Regions from separate parts of the Mus musculus genome. Here regions 1, 2, 3, 4, 5 and 7 are each linked to region 6. A link is a contact called in public Hi-C, capture Hi-C and promoter capture Hi-C data. All regions are on one chromosome and are shown on one strand. Each heading gives the region's core, a stretch centred on a gene start, on an enhancer-like site or on the middle of the called end of the contact. The rest is flanking DNA. Distances are from core to core; before and after follow the strand shown. Region 1 holds the start of Ttc25 (tetratricopeptide repeat domain 25). Region 2 holds the start of Tbkbp1 (TBK1 binding protein 1). Region 3 holds the start of Dhx58 (DEXH (Asp-Glu-X-His) box polypeptide 58). Region 4 holds the start of Kpnb1 (karyopherin (importin) beta 1). Region 5 holds the start of Klhl11 (kelch-like 11). Region 6 holds the start of Top2a (topoisomerase (DNA) II alpha). Region 7 holds the start of Acly (ATP citrate lyase).

Region 1 (3,465 bases), core at 468-2,967, 1.5 Mb before region 6:
GCCCTGCAAAGGAAAAGGTTATCAGAACACCTTGCAGTCTGGAGGTTGGCACCCCAGGCAACTGGAGTCTGAATGCTTGGCTCACAGGATCCTTCCTCCACTACTCCAGCTAGTTCAGTGCAGTGACCTTGGGCATGTTACCTAACTTTTATATTCACTTCCTCATATATACAAAGAAAACAATAGTAACCCCTTCCGCTCCCCGACATCCTAGACGGACACACACTGCTTAGAGCAGTGAGTCTAATATCCTAAAACGACTCCCAATCCCTGTAGGGTACAATGGTGTAATTTTCAATAAGGTTACTACAGTACGCCCTAACTTCACCGACAACTTTCTTACAGGCAAGCCTGTGCCAAAGACTTCTACATTTAGCTTCTTGGGCAATCTGTGGCTAAGGATGGGAGACTGAATTTATCAAGAGAAAGGTAATCATGAAACATTTAATGATTGGTCACATTATGTCTCCAACTGGCAGGCATTAGTGAGAAACTATAAGAGAAAATGGCAAAAGTCAGGGTTTATGTGTGACAGTGGCATATCATGGGAACCAGGAGTATGATATCCACAAAATGGACCTCAGGGCTGCTGGTGATGAAAAAAAAATGGTAATTGGGTGGGACTGGAGATTTTTTAGCAGCTAAGAACACTAACTGACTGACTGCCTGCTCTTCCAGAGGACCCAGGTTCAAGTCCCAGCACCTACATGGCAGCTCACACCCCTCAGTCCATTTCCACACTCTAAGAGGGAAGTATGCATGTGGTCCATGCATGCTGGCAAAACACCCATCACATACAAATATTTTTCTTTAAGTGGTGAAGTGTGTGTGTGTGTGTGGTGGGGGGTGGTATCGTGTTGATTTATTGGTTAACAGCACTTACTATTCCTGTAGAGGACCCAGATCTGGATCCCAGCACCCATTTGGTGCTACATAACTGCCTGTAACTCCAGTTCCAAGGGATCCAGTTCCCTCTTCTGGCTTCCAAAAGTACCAGGCATGCATGTGGTATACATACACACAAATCTTTCATCAACAACACAATGGTGGTGGGTCCAGGTAGCAAGCTGGGGTTCCATCATTCCAGAGGCCAACTGCAAGATAGGGAGTTGGCCTCCAGAGGACATAAGGAGGGCACCTTCCTTTCAAATCATAAGTTGGGAATGAGGGTGCACATTGGAAGTCATCTCTCAGGAAGTAGGGGTAGTTCGAGACCACCCTGGTCTACAGAACAAGTGTCTATCTCAAAAGAGGAGCGGAGGCGGGGAGGAGGTTGAGAGAGGAAAGAAGAGAAAAAAAGAAGAGGGGAGAGGAGAAGGAAGGGGAAGGGAAAGAAGAAGGGGAGGAGGAAGAGAGGGAAAGGGAGGAGGGGAAAAGAGGAAGGCAACACAGTAATAGGATCAAAGCGCAACTCACGTTGGTAAAGCTTTGAATGGCCTTAGTGAACTCCCCGCACAGATAAAGCCTCTCCCCCTCTGCCATGTAAGAGGGAAAAGTGCTTCTTAAGATATCACCGTCCGACATGGTCACCCTACTTTTGGAAATTCTGAAGCAGATTCAGAAAGGAAAAGAGGCTGGAGAATCGCCGGCTTGTTTTGGGACAGCCCGGTCTCTTAGCAACCTAGAGAGATAGTCTAACTTCCGGTCCCTCCCCTCCCCTCCCCTGGCGGTGTTAGGCCTCCGGGTGAGCCCGCCCAGCGTGCTCATGCGCCTGTGTCGCCACGCTGCGCACACCGGTCAGACAAGTGCTGAGCGCGTGGCCGGCGGCTGCAGGACGCTGGCGCTCCAGAGTGATCGCTGTTTGCTTGTAGGTTGCTTCTCCCCTCCAGTTGCCACGTGGAAAGCCTCGCAGACAAAGCAAGCCAAGAAAATGAGAATTGGAGGCAAAATTCCAAGTAGGATTAAGGCTTAAGCACTCCAGGTCCCATTAGGAAGGAGAGAGAATTTTGGAACCGGAGTCAGAGGGCTTGGGCAGCCTTCTCTCTTGTCACTTCTTAGCTGCGTGATCCTTGACCAAGCACATTAGGGAACTGAAAAGTACGCGTTCTACCTGCCAAATGAACAGGAAAATAATAGAGCCCTCAGGGACGTGAGGATTTGCATGAGAATGCAATGGAAAGTGTGATGGGTTTAGCTTTCAATGTCACATAGTTATGGAACACTTGCTAATAGCAAGTCTAAACTAAGGTCTAGCCTGACATAATTCTGCAGCCATTCAGGAGTAATGGCTGTGGGGATAACTCAGTTGGTAAAGCGCATGCTAAGCATGCAGCTCTCTGTTTCAGTTCCCCCAACCCTGGTACAGCCCAGTGTGATGGCACCATCTTGTATTAGCCAGCCCTGGAGAGACAGAAAGACATGCATTCCTGAAGTGTCCCCTGGCATCTACATTCACATGTGCACAAGCACACACATGTTCACACACACACACACACACACACACACCACACAGACACAGCAGTACCTCTAAGTACCCATAATATCTTAGATAGCTAGCTCAGTTAACTGCCTCAACTATATTGGTTTTTTAAAACAGTCTTGGAGTTATACATGATTTTGAGCCACCACTTGGGTGCTAGGAGTTAAACCTGGGTCTTCTGCAAGAGCACCAGTGCTCTTAATCCCTGAGCCATCTCTCCAGCCCAGAATCTTGTCTTAAACTGTCTTTCCAGAATTCAGCTGAGCCAGGCTTGGTGGCCTGGGTCTTTAATTTTCTTACTCCAGAGACAGAGGTAGGAGGTTGGTTGTGAGATACAGGCTTTCTGGTCTCCATAACAAGTTCCAGGCCAGCCCTGGCTACACAGCGAGTTTCAAACACAAAAACAGAAACAGGATCCAGCTTAATGGGCATGTATTAGGAACAGAATCCAGCACACAGTAGGAGCAAAGCAAACCGTTTTCAGTCTCTAAAAAAGATGTCCTTACTGGCAAATGTATAAACACAAATGAGCACAACATCTGTAATTCTAGCACTTGAGAGACTGAAGCAGGATTGCCACAAGTTCAAGGCAGCCTCAGTTACATAGTGAGGTGAAGGCCAGCCCAAGTAACAGGGGAGTCTCTGTCTCAAGCCACCATAACTGATTACTTGGGAAAATGTGGTAAAGTCAGAGACTTTCATTAGTGCCAATACCCTTGTTGGTTGTTGATGTTGTTGTTCTTTTGTTTTGTTTTGTTTTGTTTTTCGAGACAGGGTTTCTCTGTGTAGCCCTGGCTGTCCTGGAACTCACTCTGTAGACCAGGCTGATCTCCAACTCAGAAATCTGCCTGCCTCTGTCTCCCAAGTGCTGGGATTAAAGACAAATGCCACCAATGCCCGACTATTGTAGTTATTTTTTAAGATTTATTTATTTTATGTATTTTAAGTACACTATAGCTGTCTTCAGACACACCAGAAGAGGGCATCAGATCTCATTACAGATGGTTGTGAGCCACCATGTGGTTGCTGGGATTTGAACTCAGGAC
Region 2 (3,511 bases), core at 584-3,083, 1.9 Mb after region 6:
AGTCTAGTGATGTTTCTTCTCCGAAGACCAATAAAAAAATAAAAATATTTCCCCCAAATAAACAGCTCCACTTCTTTCCAAAATGTGCAACCCCAAGTCCTGCCCCGAGGCGCCCCAGCACACGGTCCGCAGACACTGCGCCGGTCGGCGGGGAGGGGAGGCCGCACGGCGGGGAGCTGGTGGGCGCCCGGCGCGCTGCCAGCCTCAGCCGGACCGCACCGCGGGGGCCGCCGCCCCTCGCCACGTGGTGGTGGCAACCGCGGGGTCCCGGGCGCCGGTCCAGCTGGAGAGACCCGGAGCAGCCGGGGAGGAGGAGGCGGAGGAGACGGCGGCGGCGGCGGCGGAGGAGGAGCGGGGCGGGCGAGCGGGAGGGAGGGGGCCGGGAGGGGAGGGGAGGGGGTGGGGAGAGACCCGGCGGCGGCGGCAGGGCGCGGAGCGGCGCGCGGTGCCAGGGGGTGGGGGCGCTGGGGCCCGTCAGGGGAGGGAGCCGGCGGAGGGGTGCGCTGCGACTGCGAGCAGGAGCCCGCGGCAGCCGTGAGTGCGGGCCGGGGCCCGGGCTGGGGGAGGGGGAGGGGCGCGGCGGGCCGGGGCGGCTTGGGGCGCGGGAGGCCGGGGCCCGGGCGCGGGTGGGCGGGCGCTGCGCCCGGGAGCAGAGTGGGGAAGGGTCCTGCGCCGCTGCCCGCAGCCTCCGGCCTGCGGGGCGGCTGCCGCTCAGTAGCCCGCCCGGAGCCCGGCCGCGGTGGGGGAGGGGGCTGCGCGGTCTCGGCCCCACAGAGGGGAGGGGCGACAGTTTCTGTCCGCCGAGCCCGAGGGGGTTTAAAGAGCCGCTCTTAAAGGGGCCGCCGGAGGGGCCAGGCGGGGACGGGCGCCCCCTCCCCAGTAGCCTGCGCGGGCGCTCGGCGCGCGGCCCCAGGATGCGGAGGAAGGCAGCTCGGGTCGCACGGCCGGGGTGTGTGGGGACACGGAGTCCTCGAGAGTGGGGGTGATGGCCGGAGATCGTGGGCAGGGATGGGGGTGGGGTGTGTAGTGAGCTCTGGTCGGCAGAGTAGGGGGAGGGGTGGCGTGGGCAAGAGAGGGTTAAAGGTGGGGCCAGCCCTTCAAACACGCGCACACGCTCCTTACTCAGACCTGTCACACGCGTCTGTCGCTCCGGCACTTAGCCGAGGCTGGGGGATGGGGGACCCGAGGCCTGCACTGTCGGAACTCGCGCCTTCGGACCGAGCCCCCTCGCCGGAGCGCACACACGCTCCAGCGCGCGCACACACCTCGGACATTCCCATAGTGCCTCACGTGACACTCGGCCCGAACGTGCCCACCCTACCCACACGCTCACGCACGCGTGCTCACACGCGCGCGCGCGCACACACACGTACACACACACACATACACAACCTCTGGTCACTCCCGAACTCCGCGCTGACCCCGGTCCTCCGCCCCGCAAAAGCACTCATTGACGGCGGCACACCTACACTCATTCACAGACACACACTCCCCCCCACATGGCAGCCACAGCCACACATTCATAAACAAGGGCCCGGAGATGTACACACGCACCCCCTCGCTGCCTACTCGTTTTGGGAGCCCTGAGTCATTCCTGCCCCCCTCCCAGGGCTCCCCATTTCCCTGAGTGCAGGCACAATAGGACAAGCTGGAGTCTCCCTTAATGGTCTCGGTTCTCCTAGGCCCCCTTGCCCAGTTTGCTGCCTCTGACACTCAGCCAAGGACTTCCTGTAGGTCTGCGCCTGGACGGTTGCCACAGCCCCGGCGCACTTGGGGAGGCACTTCCTTTTCCTGAACTCTGGGATCCTGCGGGAGGAAGTTGGGCGGGGGCCACAGAGGCCAGGCTGCCTAGCGGGACTAGCCTTCCTTAGGAGCAGGCGACAGAGGCCTGGGATGGGAATCTTGGCGGCTGTCGAGGTACTTGGGGAAAAGGGAGGTCTGGGGAGGAGACCAAGCCGAGTAGTCTAGGCAGGTTCTGGGCTGTGCCAATGCTGGGACAGCAGCCCTCCCTCCCATCTGTCCACAGGTCTCTCCTCCCTGCCCCTGATCCTTGGTCCTGTTTATCAGTTGTCCCCCACTCCACTCATGACGTCTATCTGGTTCCATTTCCTTCTATAAGCAGTCACAGCAGGGGATAGGGCAGAAACTTGAGAGAGAAGAGAGAGAGAGAGTTAGTTGTGAGATCTGTCTCTTGGCTGAAGCTCCCCAGCTACCACAGGTTCCTCAGACCAGCATGGAAGAGTTGGGAACAAAGAGCAGGTGGTCCTCTTTACTCTGTTCCTGCACTCTCAGGAGGCCCAGGGTGGGCTGAAGCCCTTACCATGGAGTCCATGTTTGAAGATGACATCAGCATCCTGACCCAAGAGGCCTTGGGGCCCAGTGAGGTGTGGCTGGATGGTCCTGGAGACCCGTCCCTGGGAGGGGACATGTGTTCTGCCTCCCACTTTGCCCTCATCACAGCCTACGGAGACATCAAGGAAAGGCTAGGAGGCCTGGAGAGGGAGAATGCCACCCTCCGCCGTCGCCTCAAAGTCTATGAGATCAAGGTCAGAACCTAGATGTGATGGCGAGCTGAGCTTGTAGTTGCCTGCAAGGGCAGGAGGGTCCCAAGAGGTGGCCAGCACTGGAGGCTGCCTGGTCCCTGAAGAAGTGGCTGCCTTGGGGATGAGGAGCTCTGCTCCTGCAGCCAATCTCAGGGGTGGAGGAGGAGCCCAGCTTTGGAGTGGTGGGTCCCATTGGAGGGGGCGGGGAGAGGCGCCTGTGAAGCTGGCAGTGGGGTTGGGGGACAGAGCGGTCCTGGGATGGGAAGCCAGGCTTCTCAGAGGACGACCCTCCCACAGTATCCGCTGATCACTGATTTTGGAGAGGAGCATGGCTTCCCTCTGTATGAACTCAAGGATGGCTCCCTGCTGGAGGTGGAGAAGGTCAGTCTGCAGCAACGACTCAACCAATTCCAACACGAGGTAAGCCCTTGCTTCGCTTCCCAGCCAACCCCACTCCCTTAGCCTCCTGCTTCCCTCACTTTGCCCTCAACCCCGCCCTGCCCCCGCCTTCCCTAAATCAGCTTCAGCGCTTCCTGTTTCTATTGGGAATAGGGTTGGGGAGGTTGGGAGCCCCCTCTGCTCCCTGTCAAGGCTGGTCCTGACCCTGGCACACCTCTCCGGGCCTACCCAGTTGCAGAAGAGTAAGGAGCAGGAGGAGCAGCTCGGGGAGATGATCCAGGCTTACGAGAAACTGTGCGTGGAGAAAAGCGACTTGGAGACAGAGCTGGGGGAGATGGTGAGGCCCAGAGAGCGGGTGTGTGTGTGTGTGTGTGTGTGTGAGGTATCTGACGTGATGTGATTCTCTACGTGCATTCCAACCCGATGAGTGTGTGCTGCCTGTGTGTCACACACACTCTGCTGCGTGCACACTCCCTGTATCCACTCGTCCCTGTCTGTGAATGCCTGCTTTGCCGTGTGAATGAGACAGTATCATCCGGGTCATGGGTGACTCTGTACCTTGGGCTAGG
Region 3 (3,313 bases), core at 340-2,839, 1.7 Mb before region 6:
ACCCAGACCTCAGCCTCGGTATCTGTCATTTCCAGCAAGGAGCTTAAGGATCCTGATCAGCTATATACGACCCTCAAAAACCTGCTGGCTCAGATCAAGGTGGGAGGCCAAGGTCTTCTTGTCGGTAACTGAAGTGGGTGGCGGTCTTCGGTTGGGCGGTGAACACTGGGCCTGTCCTCAGCTCCTCTCTTCTCTCTAGTCACACCCCAGTGCCTGGCCCTTCATGGAACCTGTGAAGAAGTCAGAGGCTCCTGACTACTACGAGGTTATCCGTTTCCCCATTGGTGAGGACCCTTGTACTCACTCCCCAGCCTAAGCCCCCAGTCTTGACAGGGTAGCCTGACTCCTGTCTGCATGTACCATGGTGGGCAGCCCCAGTTACAGCCCTTCACCTCTTAAAGTCATGTGCCTTCTCTCTCGTGACCCAGACCTGAAGACCATGACAGAACGGTTGCGCAGTCGCTACTATGTGACCCGGAAGCTCTTCGTAGCTGACCTGCAGCGGGTCATCGCCAACTGCCGGGAGTACAATCCCCCAGACAGCGAATACTGTCGCTGCGCCAGTGCCCTGGAGAAGTTCTTCTACTTCAAGCTCAAAGAGGGAGGGCTCATCGACAAGTAGCCCCCAGCTGGGATCCGCAACATCCACCTCCATCTCCTCAGATCCGTTTGGGGGCTCCCGGCCCCCTCTCCCGGACTCAGCTGGAGAAACTCCAGCCAGGGACCCCAGATCTTACAGACTTTCTGGCCAGCAGGCACTCACTCCCAAGCCAGCAGCTCTCTTTCCACCTTCCTTGCATCCCACCTTGGGGAGACGTCTGGTCTGGGGCCAGCCCGTTGTAGAATGTCTGGTGGCCAGGGCATGAACTGTTGGTCCTTATAGAGCCATGCAGGCTGAGCATCCTGAGCCTGGTCCCCATGCCTGTTTCCCAGGGCCAGGACTATTCAGTGAGTAGCCTTCACATGGAAACAGCCCAGACTGGAGGAACCATGAGGGGCCTTGGCTTATCCTACACTGTTGTCTATCTGTCCCTCCAGGATTGGGGGCAGGAGGACCATTCATTCCTTGGCATTAATCCCTCGGAGGGAACAATAAAGCTTTTTTTTTCCCCTGTGTGATTGTTTTTTGGGGGGGGGGTCCGGCTTTAGACTTAGCAGGCTGACCTTTGCTTCTCGAGTCCTGACTCTTCTAACCTGAAAGCCTAACTTCAGGCTACACTGGTGCCACTGACCCCTGCAATATATAGTGGGGTGATGGACCTGGCTGACTGCCGTCCCTCACCTCCTCTGCTTCAATAACTTCCAGCCTGTCTCCCCTGCAAAGGGAGAGCAAGAGCTTGTCCTTAATGCCTGCCTATTTCCTGACTCCTGGTCCAGGAAACAGGCAGCCAAGGTCAGCCCCTCCAGGCCTTAAGCTCAGCCCAGATGGACAGGGTTACTGCCAACTGAAAACAGATGAGGAAATAGGGAACCCAGGAGCAGTGACTGTCAGCATCTCCCTTGCCAGTCTTCAATTTTTTTTTTTTTTTTTTTTTTTTTTTGATGGCTGGGTTGGGCTCCAGCTCTGGCTGGCTCCTCCCCTTGTTTCAGTTTCATTTCTAGAGCTCCAGAAACCTCCGCAGAGACCAGCCTAGTCTGCTGCTATTCATTTCCAAACCCCATCCTAATCCTGGCCAGTGCAGGCTCCAGGTAGTTATCTACGAGTTCTTGGCTAAGAACAGCCTCTGAAGCTTACTGGGCTGGCTGGGAGGAAGGGGACAGTACGTGTTCTGATCTCTCTGCCATTCCAGAATGGAGCTGCGACCCTACCAGTGGGAAGTGATCTTACCTGCTCTGGAGGGCAAGAATATCATTATATGGCTGCCCACGGGTGCTGGGAAGACCCGGGCAGCTGCCTTTGTAGCCAAGAGGCATCTAGAGACGGTAGACAGAGGCAAGGTGGTGGTACTGGTCAATAGGGTGAGTGGTCTGCCCTTCCCAAAGTGGGGTCTCTTAGCTCATCTCTTCTAGACGACCGCTCTGCCAGGTCTCCTCTCCTTGGTTCAGGAGATGGCTGGGTCCTGACATCTTGCTCCTCCCACCTTCCCCCACCCCAACTCCCAACAACTGCCATTTTCCACCCCCCACCCCAATCCAAGTTCTCTTCATTACTCTTCACTCCTAGGTACACCTGGTGAGCCAGCACGCCGAGGAGTTCAGGCGCATGCTGGATAAACACTGGACTGTAACAACCCTGAGTGGGGACATGGGATCCCGAGCTGGCTTTGGCCTGATGGCTCGGAGCCACGACCTGCTCATCTGTACGGCAGAGTTGTTACAGTTGGCACTCAACAGCTCTGAGGAGGATGAACACGTAGAGCTCAGAGGTGAGGGGGAAAGCCGTGACCTGCTCACAGGACGTGCTCCTGGGCAAGCAAGCCTCCTTCCTCTAGCCCAGCCTCGCTTTCATTCCTACCTGCTCCCTGTCTGGGACCCAGCCCAAAGTAGGGAAGGGAAGAGGAAAACTTCAGAGAAAAATGAGGGCTTCACAAAAGTGCTATGAGAAAGAAGCAGCAGCAGCAGCCGTCCACTGTCTCTCATGTGCCCCCAGAATTCTCGCTGATTGTGGTGGACGAGTGTCACCACACCCACAAGGACACCGTCTACAACACCATCTTGAGCCGGTACCTAGAACAGAAGCTGAAGAAGGCAGAGCCCCTCCCCCAGGTCCTGGGTCTCACAGCCTCCCCAGGCACTGGAGGGGCCACCAAGCTCCAAGGGGCCATTGATCACATCCTACAGGTCAGCTGAGCCCCTCCCACCATAGATCTTTGCTTGTCTTGCCTCCCAGTCCTACCAAATATACTCTTCATACTATGGCTATGCTCGTCTCTTCCGCTACCTTGAGCATATGAGGCTTGTGGGACCCTTTGAACTTACTATTCCTTTTGCCTGGAAATGCCCTTGCTTTTGAACCTCCATCAGATTCGTTTTCACCATTCAGTGAACAGCCCTGTCATTGTCACAGTCTCCCCTGGCCATCCCCACTACTCTGTCATAGAACTAATTTTAATTATTTTCGGAGTTCGTTCGTGCTATAAACTGGAAGCTGTTTGACCTGGGAACTATGAAAATGGGAACTGCTTTTTCTTTCGTTCTTTATCATGCGTACGGCGTTCTGCCTGCAGGTATGCCTACAGGCCAGAAGAGGGCACCAGATCTCATGAGATGAGATGGTCATGAACCACCATGTGGTTGCTGAGACTTAAACTCAGGATCTCTGGAAGAGCAAGCAACCAGTGCTCTTAACCTCTGAGTCATCTCTCCAGCCCTC
Region 4 (3,568 bases), core at 491-2,990, 1.8 Mb after region 6:
GTCTGAAAGAGGCAGAACAGAATAAACTCACAAAAAAGAAAAATCGAATTACATTCTAATGAATACATTACAATAGAACTCATTTCCTGGGCAATCTTGGTGGCCCATGCCTTTAATCCCAGCACTCTGAAGGCAGAAGCAGGTGGGTCTCTGAGTTCAAGGCCAGCCTAATCTACAGAATGAGTTCCAGGACAGCCAGGGCTATACAGAGAAACCACCTGGCTCCGCCCCCCCCCACCGTGGGGGGAGGGGGGCAACCCAACCCAACCAACAAATCACAGCCAAACAAAAATTATGCTTGCATAGTAAACAAAAAAATCTTTCTTAAAATCAGGATAAGATGTGGAAGTATTCAGAACATATCTATACATGAAGCCATTGGAAACATACATTACAGGCAGAAAATACACACAATTAAAAAACCCCACGAGGCTATGACTTTAAGTGTTTCAGAGAACACTAAATCCCAAGTTTCCAAAGTGTGGCTAGTGTAGGGCAATTTCTTTACACCTTAAAAACAATACAATTTACATGCTATTTTGACCCATATGCTCCTAATCCCCCCATGACTTGCAGCTGGGTATCCAAATGAGGGGAGGGGAATGTTAAGCAACTATATGCAACGTATTTTTATCTTGTTTGTTGTATTTGTTTTTTGTTTTTGAAACAAGATCTCAGACTGTAGTTCAGGCTTCGGGATACTGAGATGGCAGGTGTGTCGCTACAGCTCGTCAATGCACACGTTCTTTATATAATACTACACAGATCTTGTAAACGAAGTCTGGACATCAAAGCTTTATGGGAACTGCTAAGTGGTCTAAGGACGCGCCTCCGCGAAACTTTGTTAACAGTCCAGGGCCCCGACGGGGTCTCCAAGGGCAATTAGGGGCGCCTGAAGCCAGCTCTGCTCGAGTCTGGAATGGGCTGTGTGACCTTGGACAGGCTCCACTCTCTCTCTGGGCTTCAGTTTGCAAATCCGCACGTTGGAAGGTGAACCACGTGGTTCTCATGGTCCGGTTCCGCACAGAGCGCGGCAGCAAGCCGACCTCACCATGAAGGCAGCTTCCTGTGGGCGCGGCGCAGGACTTTAACGGTTCCCGTCCCCGCCCCCTCCGAGGCCCGCGAAAGGCTCGCTTTCCGTACACCGCGGCGAGTGACGGCTCTCCGTAGCGCGCAGTCCGAGCCACTCGCGCGCAGCTCCGCCCCACCCCGGAGGCGTCCCGTCGTGCTCCGCGCCAGACTCCTAAGAGCCTGGGCGCCTCCCGCCTTTCCGCGCGGCGGCGACCCCGAACTCCTCGCTTCAGTTCTCCCGGCGCCCCGTCCTATCAACGTCCAGGATCCCAGCCAATCCGACGCGCCTGGAGCCTTTACCTTCCGCCCACCCTTCTCCCCGCGCACAGCCGGGCTGAGCCCGAAGGCCTTTACCGGGCCAGCCCAATCAGCGGCGCGCTCTTACCTGCCCCACCCCAGAGCCCCTCCCCTCGACCAATAAGCACGCCCCATCCCGCTGCCCGCCCAGCCAACCGGACCTTGAAGCCCGCAGGCCAATGGGCGCGTGGCGGCCCTTCAACGCTAGCCGTCCGGCCAATCGGGGGTTCCGCGTGGCCCCGGCCGTAGCCAATCGCTGGGCAGCGCGGTGCCGCCGCGGAGAGGTCCGGCAAGGATATCCCTCCGCCTCCCTCCCTCGATCTCTCTCCCTCCCTGCGATCCGCCTCTCACTCACTCACTGCCGCCCTTCCTTTCTCCCTCCGCCGCCCGAGCAGCAGCCGCGCTCCGAGCTGCCCCCGGGGTCCCTCCCCCGCCGCCAGAGGAGCAGCTGCTGCCGCCTAGCACATTAGGAGGGCGGAAGGAAGGAAGGAGAGCGGGGAGGAAGGGGAGCCGGAGCGCCTGGCCAGAGGCAGCCGGTGAATGGGCTTGTGGTGACCCCCACCCCCCACCCCACCCTCCCTTCCCACCCGACCCCCAACCCCCATCCCCAGTCGGAGCCGCCGCCCGACAGGCCGGGCCGCCGTCTTGCGAGGAGTCCCCGCCGCCGTCACCTCCGCCATGGAGCTCATAACCATCCTCGAGAAGACCGTGTCTCCGGGTAGGACTCGGGGCCGGGGGGTCGGGCCGAGGTGACCGGGGTGGGGGAGGGGGTGGCCCCTCTGACCCCGCTGCCTCTCCCCCCATCTCTCCCGGCAGATCGGCTGGAGCTGGAAGCGGCGCAGAAGTTCCTCGAGCGTGCGGCCGTGGAGAATCTGGTGCGTGCCGCCCCGCCGCGCCCCATCCCGCCGCGTCCCCATCCCTGCGTGCGGCCCTTCCCGCCCTCCTGGAGGCCCAGGCCTCAGGAACCCACCCCGCCCCAGCTCGTCCCCCTACCCCCCCGCCCGGCCCAACCTAACCCCGCCATCGGGAAGCCGGTGGGTGTGTCCCGCCCCGAGCCCCGCGTCTGGCCAATAGCGAGGCGCGCCGGGGTGATCGCCGTCCAATCGCCACGCGGCCTGAGGGCGGCGGTGCTGCGGGAGGGAGAAAGAGGGAGGGAAGGGAAGTTAGGTTGCATGGCGCTGCGTGTTCAGCAAGGGTGGGGGTTGGGGAGCCGGGCCTAGGGGCCATGTGGAAGCTCTGCGCCCTGCCGCCTGCCTTGTACTGGCTGCGGCCGGCCTCTCCTTCCTGTCCCCTGGTTTTGAGGCAGTATGCAACTACTTCCCAGAGCCCTACCCTTCCCCAGCTCCCTTGGTCTGTGCTCATGGCCACGCCTGGCACCCGACCACCTCTGGACCCATTGCCACAATTTTTTTCTTTTTCTTGCCCATTATTATCCCATTCCTGGTCTAAGTGCACGAATGTTCTGTTTGGACTTAGGTTTTCAGAGAACTCATCTTTAAGGATCTCAGGCTGAGGCTCATTTCTGAGATTGAGCCTATTCTCTGATAAATCACAAATGTAACCCCGTTTTTCATACTTTCGGATTTAAGAAGTACATTTGAGAAAAGAAAAAGTGACTGACTTTTGTATAGGAAAATGTGGGATTATTGAAGCAGCCTATTGCCAGAATGTTTCTCCTCTCCTTTTTGGGGGAAGGGGAGGGAAGCGTGGATGATATGGAAAGTCTCTTTAAAGGTAGGAAGTTTTAAAAAGTGAAAAAAAACATTGTAACCCAATGTCCTTTGTGAGAGCTTTGCAAAATAGTAACATCCATACAGCGACATATCTGATTTGTACTGACCACTTTTGGTGGAGAGGTAAGCGACTTGTGTTAAGGTTTTTTTATCTCACACCTTTCCAAGCATTTCCTTTTTAGTGTAGACTGAGAATTCTGCTCATAGTATATTCTTGGTTTTGCTTTTGCTACTTTGCAAGAAGCCCTTTTTCCTGCTCCTAACTCTTCAGTGGCACAGAATAGAAATTGGAGAATTGTGTTCTGAGCCTACTGTAGAGTTTGCTTACATTGAGAATTATCTCCTGTGTTTGAAGAGTTTGCTAACACTAAAAAAAGTGTCTACTTTGGCCTTCTATAACATTCCTGATTGGACAGATTACGTACAGGCCCACCCCCCTGTGTGTGCCTCTGTATGCTCAGAAAGAG
Region 5 (3,479 bases), core at 619-3,118, 1.4 Mb before region 6:
TTTTTGAGACAGGGTTTCTCCATGTAGCCCTGGCTGTCCCAAAACTCACTAGACTAGCCTGTTCTGAAATTCAAAGATCCTCCATTTCATTCTGTGTTCTTCCAAGGTCGGCAACATCCATTTTTAGGAAATCAGACATAAGTAATTCCTCACCTTCACCCACCTAGCTGAGACTCGGTCTTCTTTTGAGACAGCTCAGGTTGTCTTCCCACAAATGATTCTGCCTTAGCGTCCCAACGGCTGGAGTTACAGGTGTGTGCTACTTTTACCAGCCTAAGACTCAAAGTCTTATGCTTTACTACCTTTTGAAAATAATTTTCTCAGCCCGGTGGAACTTGGGAGGCAGAGGCAGGTGAACTCTGTGAGTTCAAGGCCAGACTGGTCTACAGAGTGAGTTCCAGGACAGTCACCCCTACCTAGCTGAAACCCTGCCTATAAACAAACAGACAAACAAACAAATATTCTGTTTTATGGGCAAAAAATATGGCTAATTGCACCTAACACCAACCAAGTCTAATTAATGACTCAAGTTCGAGTTCTATCCTCTAACGTAGTGATGTTCATTAAATTGTGCTTTGTACTCCACACGAATACCCTACCATAAAAATAAATAAATGTAATTTTTAGGGCTATTTACTTATTGGTGCTGGGGTGACTAAACTGCCCTGGTTTCTTTTTTTTTGTTTTTGTTTTTCGAGACAGGGTTTCTCTGTGTAGCCCTGGCTGTCCTGGAACTCACTCTGTAGACCAGGCTGGCCTCGAACTCAGAAATCTGCCTGCCTCTGCCTCCCGAGTGCTGGGATTAAAGAAGTGCGCCACCACGCCAGGCTTGCCCTGGTTTCTTACATAGCTCATGTTAAATTGGGTGTGCTCGCCGGGCAATGGTGGCGCATGCCTTTAATCCCAGCACTTGGGAGGCAGAGGCAGGTGGATTTCTGAGTTCGAGGCCAGCCTGGTCTACAAAGTGAGTTCCAGGACAGCCATAGCTACACAGAGAAACCCTGTCTCAAAAAACAAAACAAAAAACAAACAAACAAAACAAAACAAAATTGGGTGTGCTCAGGAACATTTTAGTAATCCCAAAATCCAGGAGAAGAATCAGGAGTTCAAAGTCATCCTTAACTACACAGCAAGTGTGTGGCCACCTTGGGCTACATGAGAGACACCTGCAAAAATAAATAACTTTAACGAAGTTATTTTTCTTTATACTGCCCCCCTCCTGGATTGGAAAGATAGTTTAGCAGTTAGGAGTACTCTCTCAGAGAATCAGTTTGATTGTTGGCTCCCAACACCCTTATCAGGGGGGTTTTAACCGCCTTTAACTCCAGCTACTGGGAATCTAACACCTACCTGTCCTCTGTAGGACCTGTGCACAGACACTTTGATAAGAATAAAATTTAAAAATTACTTTCTCTCCAAAGTCAATCGTTTTGTGTTTTAAGACGGGGTTTCTCTGTGTATTCCTGGCTGTCCTTTCTGAGACTAGGTCCTCGAACTCAGGGAGATCAGCCTGCCTCTGCCTCCCAAGTGCTGGGATTGGCACAGGCCAGCAGAGGCAGGGGTAAGGTGGATCTCTGTGAGTTCCAGGCTATCATGGTCTACAAAGTTAAAAAACAAACAAACAAACAAAAAATGTGTGTGCGTGTGATGGCGAGGATACACTCCAAAGCAACATAAAGTAGAAGAAAATTCAACAAAACAAGCACAGGGGGCCACCATAATGGAGGGGCGAGAAAAGGTAGACCTGAGTTTTTTTCTGGCTCCGAGAACTGCGCTTGCCTCGCTAGAGGGCGTAAGCACGGCAGAAGTGCGCAGGCGCGGCTCCGCCCCGCGCGCACTATTTAATCCCAGAATGCCTCTGTGTCGCATCAGACTTGCCGCACCGTTCGGAAGCTGAGGGGGCCGGTACGGCGGCGTCAAGATGGCGGCGGCTGTGGCGGCGGCAGCTGCCGCTGCGGCCGCGGCTGCATCTTTTCAAGTGCTGGAGATGGAGAGCATGGAGACTGCCGTCGCCGGTTCCGCGAGCCTGGCCGCTGAGGTCCGAGGCAGTGGCACGGTAGACTTCGTGACCGGGGCCGGCATCTCTACCCTCGTCGACACGGGCGGGAGCGATCCGGGCCCAGAGGCCGAGGACTTCGAGTGCAGCACTCACTGCTCCGAGTTGTCCTGGCGGCAGAACGAGCAGCGGCGTCAAGGCCTGTTCTGCGACATCACCCTGTGCTTCGGCGGGGCCGGAGGTCGCGAGTTCCGTGCCCACCGCTCGGTGCTGGCCGCTGCCACCGAGTACTTCACGCCCTTACTCTCGGGTCAGTTTTCGGAATCGCGCTCGGGCCGGGTGGAGATGCGCAAGTGGAGCTCAGAGCCCGGACCCGAACCTGACACGGTGGAAGCCGTTATCGAGTACATGTACACCGGCCGCATCCGAGTGAGCACCGGCAGCGTGCACGAGGTGCTGGAGCTGGCCGACAGGTGAGACGACCGTGGGCGAGCGAGGGCTGGGTTGGGGGGTGGGGGGCAGTGTCTGTGGTGCCAGCTCCCTCATTATGCCCGCGACGGGACAGCCACCGCGCCTGGCACTGAGGATGCCCCCTGAGAGTCTAGCTTGTGCGCATTGCACCCCTGAGCGCAGATTTCAGGTGGTAGGGACAAAGGCGATGAAAAACGGTGGGTCGTGTTCGACTCCTGTGATGATGACATTTAAAAAACGGTGAAGGGCTAGCTACGGATCGGAGGAAATGTCATTTAAACCAGCTTCGCAGTGGCAAGAGAAATTGGCCGTACAAAAGGGAATGGGTGCACATTACAGGCTTCCCAAAGGCCTCAGTCAGGGTCCAGGCTGGCTTAGAGAAGAAAGGACGTTAAAAAGAAAATCCAGCGATTCCGGATATGCTGGGTTTAAAGACCAGAGGGTGTGTGTGAGGAATGTTTGGATTTTATTGAGTGTGATGGATGGGAAACTGGGTAGAGAGATTATCTGATTTTAATATTTAAATACGAAATATTTAAATATTTCAAAAGTGAAAAGTGGATTGTGGAAAATGGATTGTGGGGAGCCAGAAAGGACGCCACAGAGGTTGGTTCGGAGGCAGGTGGAGATGCTGGTACTGTTACAAATCCTTTAACACATACCTCTGGAGCGCTAGACACTGACCTCGTTACAGTGCTGGGGGAGGGGGTATATCCAGCAGTGATCAAAACACATGAAAATCCTTTTCCTTATCAAACTCTCTGATGTTTAACAGCGAATATATAGCATGTTGAATAATTATTACAGCTGTGAGGCAGACTGAGGTGTGGGACTGTGCGTCATAGGCCCTAATGGAGAGGAGGTTTTGTTTTTTTATTTCTTTGTTTTGAGACAGGTTCGCACTATGTAATGCTGGTTGTCCTGGAACTCAATCTATAGACCAGGCTGAGAGGAACTATTTTTAAATTGGGCACATAAAGAATGTTCAGAAATCATAGCAAAGGCATATAGG
Region 6 (3,686 bases), core at 963-3,462:
ATATCTAACACTAAGCCAGCACTTGGGAGACAAAGACAGGGGATCTGAGTTCAAGGCAGATCTGAGTTCTGGCTGATCTTGAGTTCAAGGCCAACCAGATTTACAGAGCAAGTTCCTGGAGCTCAGGCCTGGAACCCCTGGAGCAGAGACCTGGTGGACAGTGACTTCCGCCTTCATGGGAGGGTAGTTTGGCCACACGTCCTGAGTCCCTGGCTCCTGTCGCAGCTGCAAACCCCCCCACAGCCTCCTGCAGAGAGTTGTGTGGCCATCATCGCTGTGGGTAATGCCCCATGCTCCTGGTATTCTCTCAGGACTCCACCCCCACAGTTACCTGGCAACAACTAGGTAGCCCAGCCCACTATAAAAGGAGCTGCTTGCCCCTCCTCCCCCTTGCTCTCTTAACTCTTATTCTCTTGCTCTCTTGCTCCCCCCCCCCCCACCTCTCTCTCTCTGCCTTCCCTTCAGTAGCACGCCTGGCTTCTGAACATCAAGGAAAGCCGCAGAGAGTGACACACTGGTTCTGGCACCCATAACCTAGTCAGTCTTCTGACTGGACAGAAGTCCTAGGCCGGGCAGTGGAGTCCTAGGCCGGGCAGTGGTGGCACACGCCTTTAATCCAGCACTTAGGAGGCAGAGGCAGGCAGATTTCTGAGTTCGAGGCCAGCCTGGTCTACAAAGTGAGTTCCAGGACTGCCAGGACTACACAGAGGAACCCTGTCTCGAAACAACCTGCCCCCTCCCCCCCCCCAAAAAAAAAAACACCAAAAAAAAGGTCTTAATTGCTGAGTCCCTAGTGGCCCTAAGCATTGAAGTCACCCTCCTTTATTAACACACAGGACAAGGCTAAAAACACTGAAGACAGGATCAGAACAAGGTTAAAACTCTACTCCTTTGGTTTTCCCACCAGCCAGGCCACATTTCTTCATTGGCCTTCTCTTTCACTTTGCCAGCAGGGTTGTTGTTGGACACGTGAAGTTATTTAATAATGGTTGATCTTGGGCGCCTTTTGGAAAGGAAAAATGTTTAAATTTAAGAAATTCCTTGCTGATAATAGCGATTTTTTTGAGGGTGGTGGTGGGGTTAGAGAAAGGGTTTCTCTGTGTAGCCCTGGCTGCTCTGGAACCTGCTCTGTAGACCAGGCTGGCCATAAACTCCAAGATCCACCTGCTTCTGCCTCCCAAGTGCTGGGATTAAAGGGGTGGTGTCGTCACACATAACCAGTTTATATCTACCATTTTTACTTTTAGCACAGGAAATTGAAGCTTCCTCCATCGAGAACCCACCAAGCCCCCACCTCTTATGTCAAATTGAACGGTGCTCTAGACTGCATTATGCATAGAGGGCAAATATAAAGAGCTCTTGTAGATTCCCTCAGCAGCTGACTGAGGGAGAAGTTCCCGTCTCATGAGGGCCTCTCAGCTCCACTGAAGAAGCATGAATGAATCTTTGTATCAGGGGTGATCCACAGGGAGTGTTAGTGCTGCTCGCGATTTTGCTGGCATCTCTATACTCTTCGTGTGTGGCAGCCTAAGACCGCAAGCAGAAGAACTTGCCAGAACTTTGCCAGCATTAACTCAGCGCTTCTCAACTTCCTAAGGTTGCGACCCTTCAACATAGCGTCTCATGTTGTGATGCCCTGCTACCATAATTATTCCATTGCTACTTCATAACTGTAATTTTTTTGCTGCTGTTATGAGTTGTAAGGTAAACTATCTGATATGCGACCCCCAAGAGTCACGACCCACAGGCTGAGAACCGCTGCCTTGGCCAGCCTTGAGGGAGGGATGGCGTTGTTTCCTCGGTCAGGAAAAAAAAAGGAAAACTCATCGCAGGATTAAGACTCTGTAATCTCAACAGATCTGAAATAAAGAATGAGCATCCGTTTTCTAGTTATATTCAGAAGGACGGCTTAGTCAACCACTTTGCACTTCCAAAATGCCTTCCCTCTCTTCAGAGTGTCTCTCAGAGCACATGGACCTTCCTCATTGGTCAGATTTTCTGTCAGTACCACCAACAATTGCTATTGGTCCATTTTGAAGATTCTCCCGCCTTCTTTTACCTAATTGGTTTATTCGAAAAGGCGGTCTTTTGTTCGAATAAAAGACGATCTACGATTGGTTACTGCAAACAGAGCCAATGAGAGCGAGTCGGTGATTGGTTCCTCTGATTTGGGCGGGCTAGATAAAGGTTCAAATGAAACTAGGGAAGCTCTCCTAACCGACAAGCGTCTGTGAGGGGAGCGTCCAGGTCCCGCGTCGCGCGTCGCGGGTCGCCTAGCGTTTCCCGCTGGTTTTGTCGCTTTCCGGATTCTCGAGCCTCTTCAGGACCGTCACCATGGAGTTGTCACCGCTGCAGGTACAGCTCGCGGATGGGGCCGGGTAGTAGAGCCTTTACGTGGCCTCTGCGTTCATGGCTGACGGCGAGAGTTGAGGTTCCAGGGCCGAGCGCTGGCCGGCGACCGGCTGGATCCGGTCAGCCCCATCTTCTGGGCCTTGAGGGGTCGTGGACTGGGTGAAGCTCTTTCCGAAATGATATCTATAATCTAATCTGGGTTCTTGAGTGTTGTGTTTTTATTGTTTGTGGGAGCAGGTTCAACTAGTCCTGCGATCGGTCTGTAGTCTAATGGCTTCTGTGTGACTTCCAGCCGGCTTATACTCGAATTCAGTGGCCCTCTTCCCTTCCCTGGGTGATTTGAATAACTCATCACGGAAGGTGCAGAGCATGGCAGTTCCCATTGAGGAGCTGGCCGACCGAGTGGCTCAAAAAAAGTCCAGTTTCGGGATGTGAATGTAGCCAAGGGTTTGCATTGCTAGCATCCCAACTGCTACGGGTGGATACCATCTGTAATCGGCACGAGCCTATGTCGGCACTCACTAAATATTTTCCCATTAGATGGAAGAAGTTGAGTGTAGTTTATCGATGACATAAAAAATATTACTCAAGGCAGAAATGTCCATACTTGCAGAACTAAAATACCTATTTAAACGGGCATCTGTAGCCAGACCTAGTGGGGCAGGCCTGAAATGGCAGCTGCTCCAGAGACTGAGGCAAGAGGATGCCTTAAGCTATTTAATGGGACTCTCAAAAACAGCAACAGGGGGTGAAAAAAATGGTCTGGGAATTTTGCTCAGTGGTCAGAGCATTTGCCTAGCATGTGCATGCAAGGGGGGGTGGGGGGACCTTGGGTTCCATCCCCAGCATCACGAATACTCAAACCACAGAACCTAATCACAAGGATTTTAATTGACTTGTTCGTTCAAAACTATGTAAACTCTACCAGTACCTACAAGCAGGGGATAGATGGTGATAGAGTGTATGGACTTTATCATTGTTGCAGATATTTTGTTGACCACTTCTGATAAACTTGTGGCTAAAATTAAGTTTATTTTTAATTCCCCTAATGGCTAGCCTGTAAATGAAAATATGCTAATGAACAAAAAGAAGAATGAAGATGGCAAGAAAAGATTGTCTATTGAAAGAATCTATCAGAAAAAAACACAACTGGAACATATACTGCTCCGCCCAGATACCTACATTGGCTCTGTGGAGTTAGTGACCCAGGTAAAACCAAACTAGCAAAGTGCGCTTGCTTTATTGTCATGGCATACTTTGTCAGGATTTTTTTTTTTTTTTTTACTTATTTACTGTCATTGGAACTGATCCATCATTCATGTATATACTGCAGG
Region 7 (3,535 bases), core at 380-2,879, 1.5 Mb before region 6:
GACATTCAAGGTTGTTCTCTATTTAAACAACAAGTTTAAGAACAACCTGGGCTACATGTTACTCTGTCTCAAACAGAAAACAAACAGACTTTAATAAAAACTCTGAATTGCTGTCCTCCAGGGCCTGAATTTGAGCAACTTCAGAGACGATATTTATTTACTTGGGGAGAAGTGATCACTCACAGAGATTTGGGTAGGTTCTAGGCCTCTCCCTCAACTGCAGGAGCAAGGGGCACTCTAAACTGTTATTTCTAAAGAATGAGTATTAGGGAAGGGACCAAGAAAAAAAAAAAAAAAAGACGTCATCAAGGAGCACACGCTAGCCAGGAGTGGTGGCACGCCTTTAATCAGGAGGCAGAGGCAGGCGGATTTCTGAGTTCGAGGCCAGCCTGGTCTACAAAATGAGTTCCAGGACAGCCAGGGCTACACAGAGAAACCCTGTCTCGTAAAAAACAAAACAACAACAACAAAAAAAAAACCCAAACAAACAAAAAAAGGAGCACACGCTGGTCAAGAATGGGTGTTACAAGTTCAGCCATCCAAAGACTGGCCGAAAAGGGCCTGGGAGTGGGGGGCCTTGGGAAAGTGTTTGCCCAGGAGAGTGTTGCAACATTGTTGCAGGGAGCTTTTGACCCAGGGTTTTTTGCCAGGGGCACAGCCATGCAGATTCTCTGCACCCTGGGCTGACGCATCACCTGAGCTGATTAAAGGATGATTCTGGCCTCCTTCCTAGAGCTGGAAAATTGTTAGTTTCTGGGTCCATCTGGGAAGACATACTGGGACTAGGGGACAAGCAAGAGAGGCTTCCACTCCAGGGAAGCAGTGAATTCCTGATTTCCAGGACCTTATGATTTATCTATTCTGCCCCAGAAGTTCTCGGGTACCTGTTAGACTGGGCGCTCCAGTTTTGGGTTTGGAAAATATGTTCTATCTTTCGCAAGTAACAGAAAAGAGGAGGTTGTTCATTGCTTTCGGTGTCTTAGTTTGAGGTTGGGGGAGGGAGCAAGAGGTTGGGCAGGGATGGCCCCAGTCCTAAGTTTTAATCTCAGATAAATGATCAGCTCCGCCCAGATCCGCGCTCAGGTGAGCCTGTAAGAGGACTCGCGTTGGGACTGGCGTCCTTCTGGCCTCACTAGTTTACCCCTTCCTCCAATCTATGTCCTAGGTCGGACAGTCTGATTGTGTAGCGTGGTCGTGTAGACTGGCTCTGGTAAATTCCCTGGGGAGGGTTCCAGGAGCGGAGAGGCGACACGTGTGAAAGGAAAGCAGACGTAGCTTTTCAAAAGCAGGTCTAACGCACTGGGTTTGGTGTGGCGGCTTACAAGAGCCTGGGATAAGAACGTCAGTTGCTCTCCTGGGAGGGAGGAAGAGGACGCCAGGTCCAGGGAGAAGTGCTATAGCCTTTTGGGCCAACAACCCCCTCCCTCAGCTACCCAACCCGGCGGCTGGCCGGCCCAGCCCCTGAAACGATCAGGCCACAGCCCCCAGCCTCGTAGGTTCTCCTCCTAGAGCCGCCCGGCCCATCTCCCCATCCTAGGCCCCGCCCACGGCCCCGCCCACGTCCGGGACTACAAGTCCCATCAGCCCCAGGTCAGGCCTGAGGGCGGGGCCACCACAGCAGCGAATGGGGAGGAGCCTAGAGCTCAGGCTAGGGAACGCGTGTGCCCAATCGCCGGGCTGCTTAGCCTGTGAGCTGATGGGGGGCGGGGAGGAGCCCACTTGGGCCGGAACAAAAGCCGGATCCCCGGCTGCTGCAGGCGGCTGGAGCGATCCGAAGAGTTGGGGTGAGCTGGTGCTTACGGACAGAGAGCCACACTCAGGCTTTCTCGAAGAGGTGAGTACGGCAGTCGTAGGCGCGGGTGCGACCCCCCAGTACCCACTAAGCTTCCTGCTTCCCTCCCCCAACCCGGAACCACCTCCGGGCTCCCTGGCTGGGCGCTCCCGCGCGCTCCCTGCACCTGCTCGGAAGTTTTGTGCGGGTCTAAGCTTTATAGTAGTCTTCTCCCCAGCCGCGGGCCGCATGTCTACACCCTCCCAATCCTATTCTAGTTCCTGGGAGTTTGCACATTGCTTGCCACCGACCTTACTTCTCCCTCCTCCGGATTGCCTTTGCGCGTCCTGCTTCTTCTCAGCTCCACCCAGGGCCAGCTCTCGAGTCTAGTCGGGCTTTTTTTGGGACACTTTTTTGGGCCCCATTCGGGTTCCCCACCGGATGCCGGGGCGGGTAGTAGAGATGGCGGTGGCTACTCTCTCCACGCCGGCCGCTCGCAAGCCGGACTCAAGCAGGCCTGTCCTGTTAGTTCTGTGGTGAATCCCTTAAGCTCTATGTCGAAGTGTAGGGAGCGGGCCCTGGCCACGCGGGGTCGTGCTGCTTCAGAGTGCCTGAGGCCTTGCTGCGAGGACTTGGCTCCGGAGCGACGGCGCTGGATGGGCTCTCCCTGCTAAGGAGCTCCCTACTGGTGTAGCCCCCAAACAACAGATGGTCGGAGTGCTCAGGAGTCTGGATGAGACAAGCACCTAGGGTGTGTGTATGTGCGCGGGCGCGCGTGTGTGCAAAGGATGCTACCTACCTCTACCTCCTGTCAGGCCTGGCAGAGGTCTGGTCCCCAAAGCTTGCTGCTTTCTTCAGTCTTGAAATTCTGCTATGAGGGATCCCTCCTGACATAATTTTGGAAAGGACAGCATAAGGCACTTTAGTCTGCCAGCCAACCCTGTCTGTCCCCGCTTTAACTTTGCTCAGCATGTCGGGTTTCTTTACTATCGAGAGATAACTGTCCTGGAAAGATCATTTCCACCTCTTAGAAAGCTGCTTAAACGCTCCCCTCTGCGGGGGGGGGGGGCAGTAAAAGGAGGCCTTGAAGACAGAGTAGCTGCTGTTTTTAATCTCTATTTAGACACTGTCTGCTGTAGCAGGGAATACTCGGAAGAGTTCTGTCCGTTCCTTTGCTATAGGGGATTGCTTGCTTGTCATCCCCTCCCCCTCCCCAGCCCTTAAAGTGAGAGTGTTTTGTCGACCCTCCTCAGTGGGTCCCAGAGGAGTCTTCTTTAAAAGCAGGCTTCATTCATTCACCCTTCCCTCTGGGCTGCTCCTGGGGCCTCAGTGAGTGAATTCAGTCCTCAGGCAGTCACTGTAGAAAATAGCCCATTCAATTCAAAAGATCCCTTTCTTGGAGAGAGATAGAGACAGACAAAGACAGAGAGAATGTGAGTGTGTGTGTCCATATATCTAAGTGTATAGGTGCGTGTGCGTGTTGGAACCTTGGGCATGGTTCCCACTAAGAGTTTGCAGGTTATTGTTAACAGGTAACAGTTTGTTGGGGGAGTGGGCGCTCAGCTCTGCTGTGAAACCATCCATCACGAATTTGACAGCGTGATCAGCCGCTGAGAAAGGCTTTGGGGTGTGTGTGTGTGGGAGGGGGGTGTCCTCCAATCCCAGATTCTGATGTACTTTTGTCACATTGTTCCTAATAACGGAAGTTTTCACATGTTTGAGTAAGCGCATACTTACTTCCCTCACGGTTTTCAGGCTTTTTAG

Evidence for each region. Promoter capture Hi-C pulls out the DNA fragments that hold promoters and counts their contacts. Hi-C and Micro-C count contacts between places; a contact is called where the count stands out from the background. Capture Hi-C pulls out chosen DNA fragments and counts their contacts.
Region 1: a contact with region 6 is called in a promoter capture Hi-C map of hippocampal neurons, with 4 times the contacts expected there. The contact joins the promoter of Ttc25 here to the promoter of Top2a in region 6. A contact is called at or near these places in 3 of 39 promoter capture datasets (the C10 cell line, cranial neural crest and hippocampal neurons).
Region 2: a contact with region 6 is called in a Hi-C map of B cells, with 7 read pairs. The contact joins the promoter of Tbkbp1 here to the promoter of Top2a in region 6. A contact is called at or near these places in 1 of 484 Hi-C or Micro-C datasets (B cells) and 1 of 9 other capture datasets (embryonic stem cells).
Region 3: a contact with region 6 is called in a promoter capture Hi-C map of pre-B cells, with 3 times the contacts expected there. The contact joins the promoter of Dhx58 here to the promoter of Top2a in region 6. A contact is called at or near these places in 2 of 39 promoter capture datasets (hippocampal neurons and pre-B cells).
Region 4: a promoter capture Hi-C map of pre-B cells shows a contact between it and region 6. The contact joins the promoter of Kpnb1 here to the promoter of Top2a in region 6. A contact is called at or near these places in 2 of 39 promoter capture datasets (embryonic stem cells and pre-B cells) and 2 of 484 Hi-C or Micro-C datasets (embryonic stem cells and neural progenitor cells).
Region 5: a contact with region 6 is called in a capture Hi-C map of macrophages, with 4 times the contacts expected there. The contact joins the promoter of Klhl11 here to the promoter of Top2a in region 6. A contact is called at or near these places in 8 of 39 promoter capture datasets (the 3T3-L1 cell line, the C10 cell line, cranial neural crest and 4 more), 2 of 484 Hi-C or Micro-C datasets (both in embryonic stem cells), 1 of 115 datasets of contacts at active chromatin or transcription factors (embryonic stem cells) and 1 of 9 other capture datasets (macrophages).
Region 7: a contact with region 6 is called in a promoter capture Hi-C map of pre-B cells, with 5 times the contacts expected there. The contact joins the promoter of Acly here to the promoter of Top2a in region 6. A contact is called at or near these places in 6 of 39 promoter capture datasets (the C10 cell line, embryonic stem cells, hippocampal neurons and 3 more) and 5 of 115 datasets of contacts at active chromatin or transcription factors (astrocytes, bone marrow-derived macrophages, embryonic stem cells and 2 more).

The regions. Positions count from the first base shown.
Region 1 is chr11:100,543,860-100,547,324 of GRCm38.p6, reverse strand. It overlaps Ttc25 (tetratricopeptide repeat domain 25), which reads right to left and starts at 1,717. Exons shown (of 12, transcript NM_028918.3): 1 at 1,417-1,717. The coding sequence starts at 1,524.
Region 2 is chr11:97,148,397-97,151,907 of GRCm38.p6, reverse strand. Tbkbp1 (TBK1 binding protein 1) reads left to right here and starts at 1,833. Exons shown (of 10, transcript NM_001372531.1): 1 at 1,833-1,917; 2 at 2,293-2,546; 3 at 2,841-2,963; 4 at 3,175-3,279. The coding sequence starts at 2,322.
Region 3 is chr11:100,702,547-100,705,859 of GRCm38.p6, reverse strand. It overlaps Dhx58 (DEXH (Asp-Glu-X-His) box polypeptide 58), which reads left to right and starts at 1,589. Exons shown (of 13, transcript NM_030150.2): 1 at 1,589-1,689; 2 at 1,791-1,959; 3 at 2,165-2,366; 4 at 2,591-2,781. The coding sequence starts at 1,792. It overlaps Kat2a (K(lysine) acetyltransferase 2A), which reads left to right. Exons shown (of 18, transcript NM_001038010.2): 16 at 36-99; 17 at 200-284; 18 at 429-1,114. The coding sequence ends at 622.
Region 4 is chr11:97,186,064-97,189,631 of GRCm38.p6, reverse strand. Kpnb1 (karyopherin (importin) beta 1) reads left to right here and starts at 1,740. Exons shown (of 22, transcript NM_008379.3): 1 at 1,740-2,086; 2 at 2,185-2,243. The coding sequence starts at 2,047.
Region 5 is chr11:100,471,171-100,474,649 of GRCm38.p6, reverse strand. It overlaps Klhl11 (kelch-like 11), which reads left to right and starts at 1,868. Exons shown (of 2, transcript NM_172565.2): 1 at 1,868-2,469. The coding sequence starts at 1,922.
Region 6 is chr11:99,022,715-99,026,400 of GRCm38.p6, reverse strand. It overlaps Top2a (topoisomerase (DNA) II alpha), which reads left to right and starts at 2,212. Exons shown (of 36, transcript NM_011623.2): 1 at 2,212-2,355; 2 at 3,409-3,561. The coding sequence starts at 2,335.
Region 7 is chr11:100,526,094-100,529,628 of GRCm38.p6, reverse strand. Acly (ATP citrate lyase) reads left to right here and starts at 1,629. Exons shown (of 28, transcript NM_134037.3): 1 at 1,629-1,834.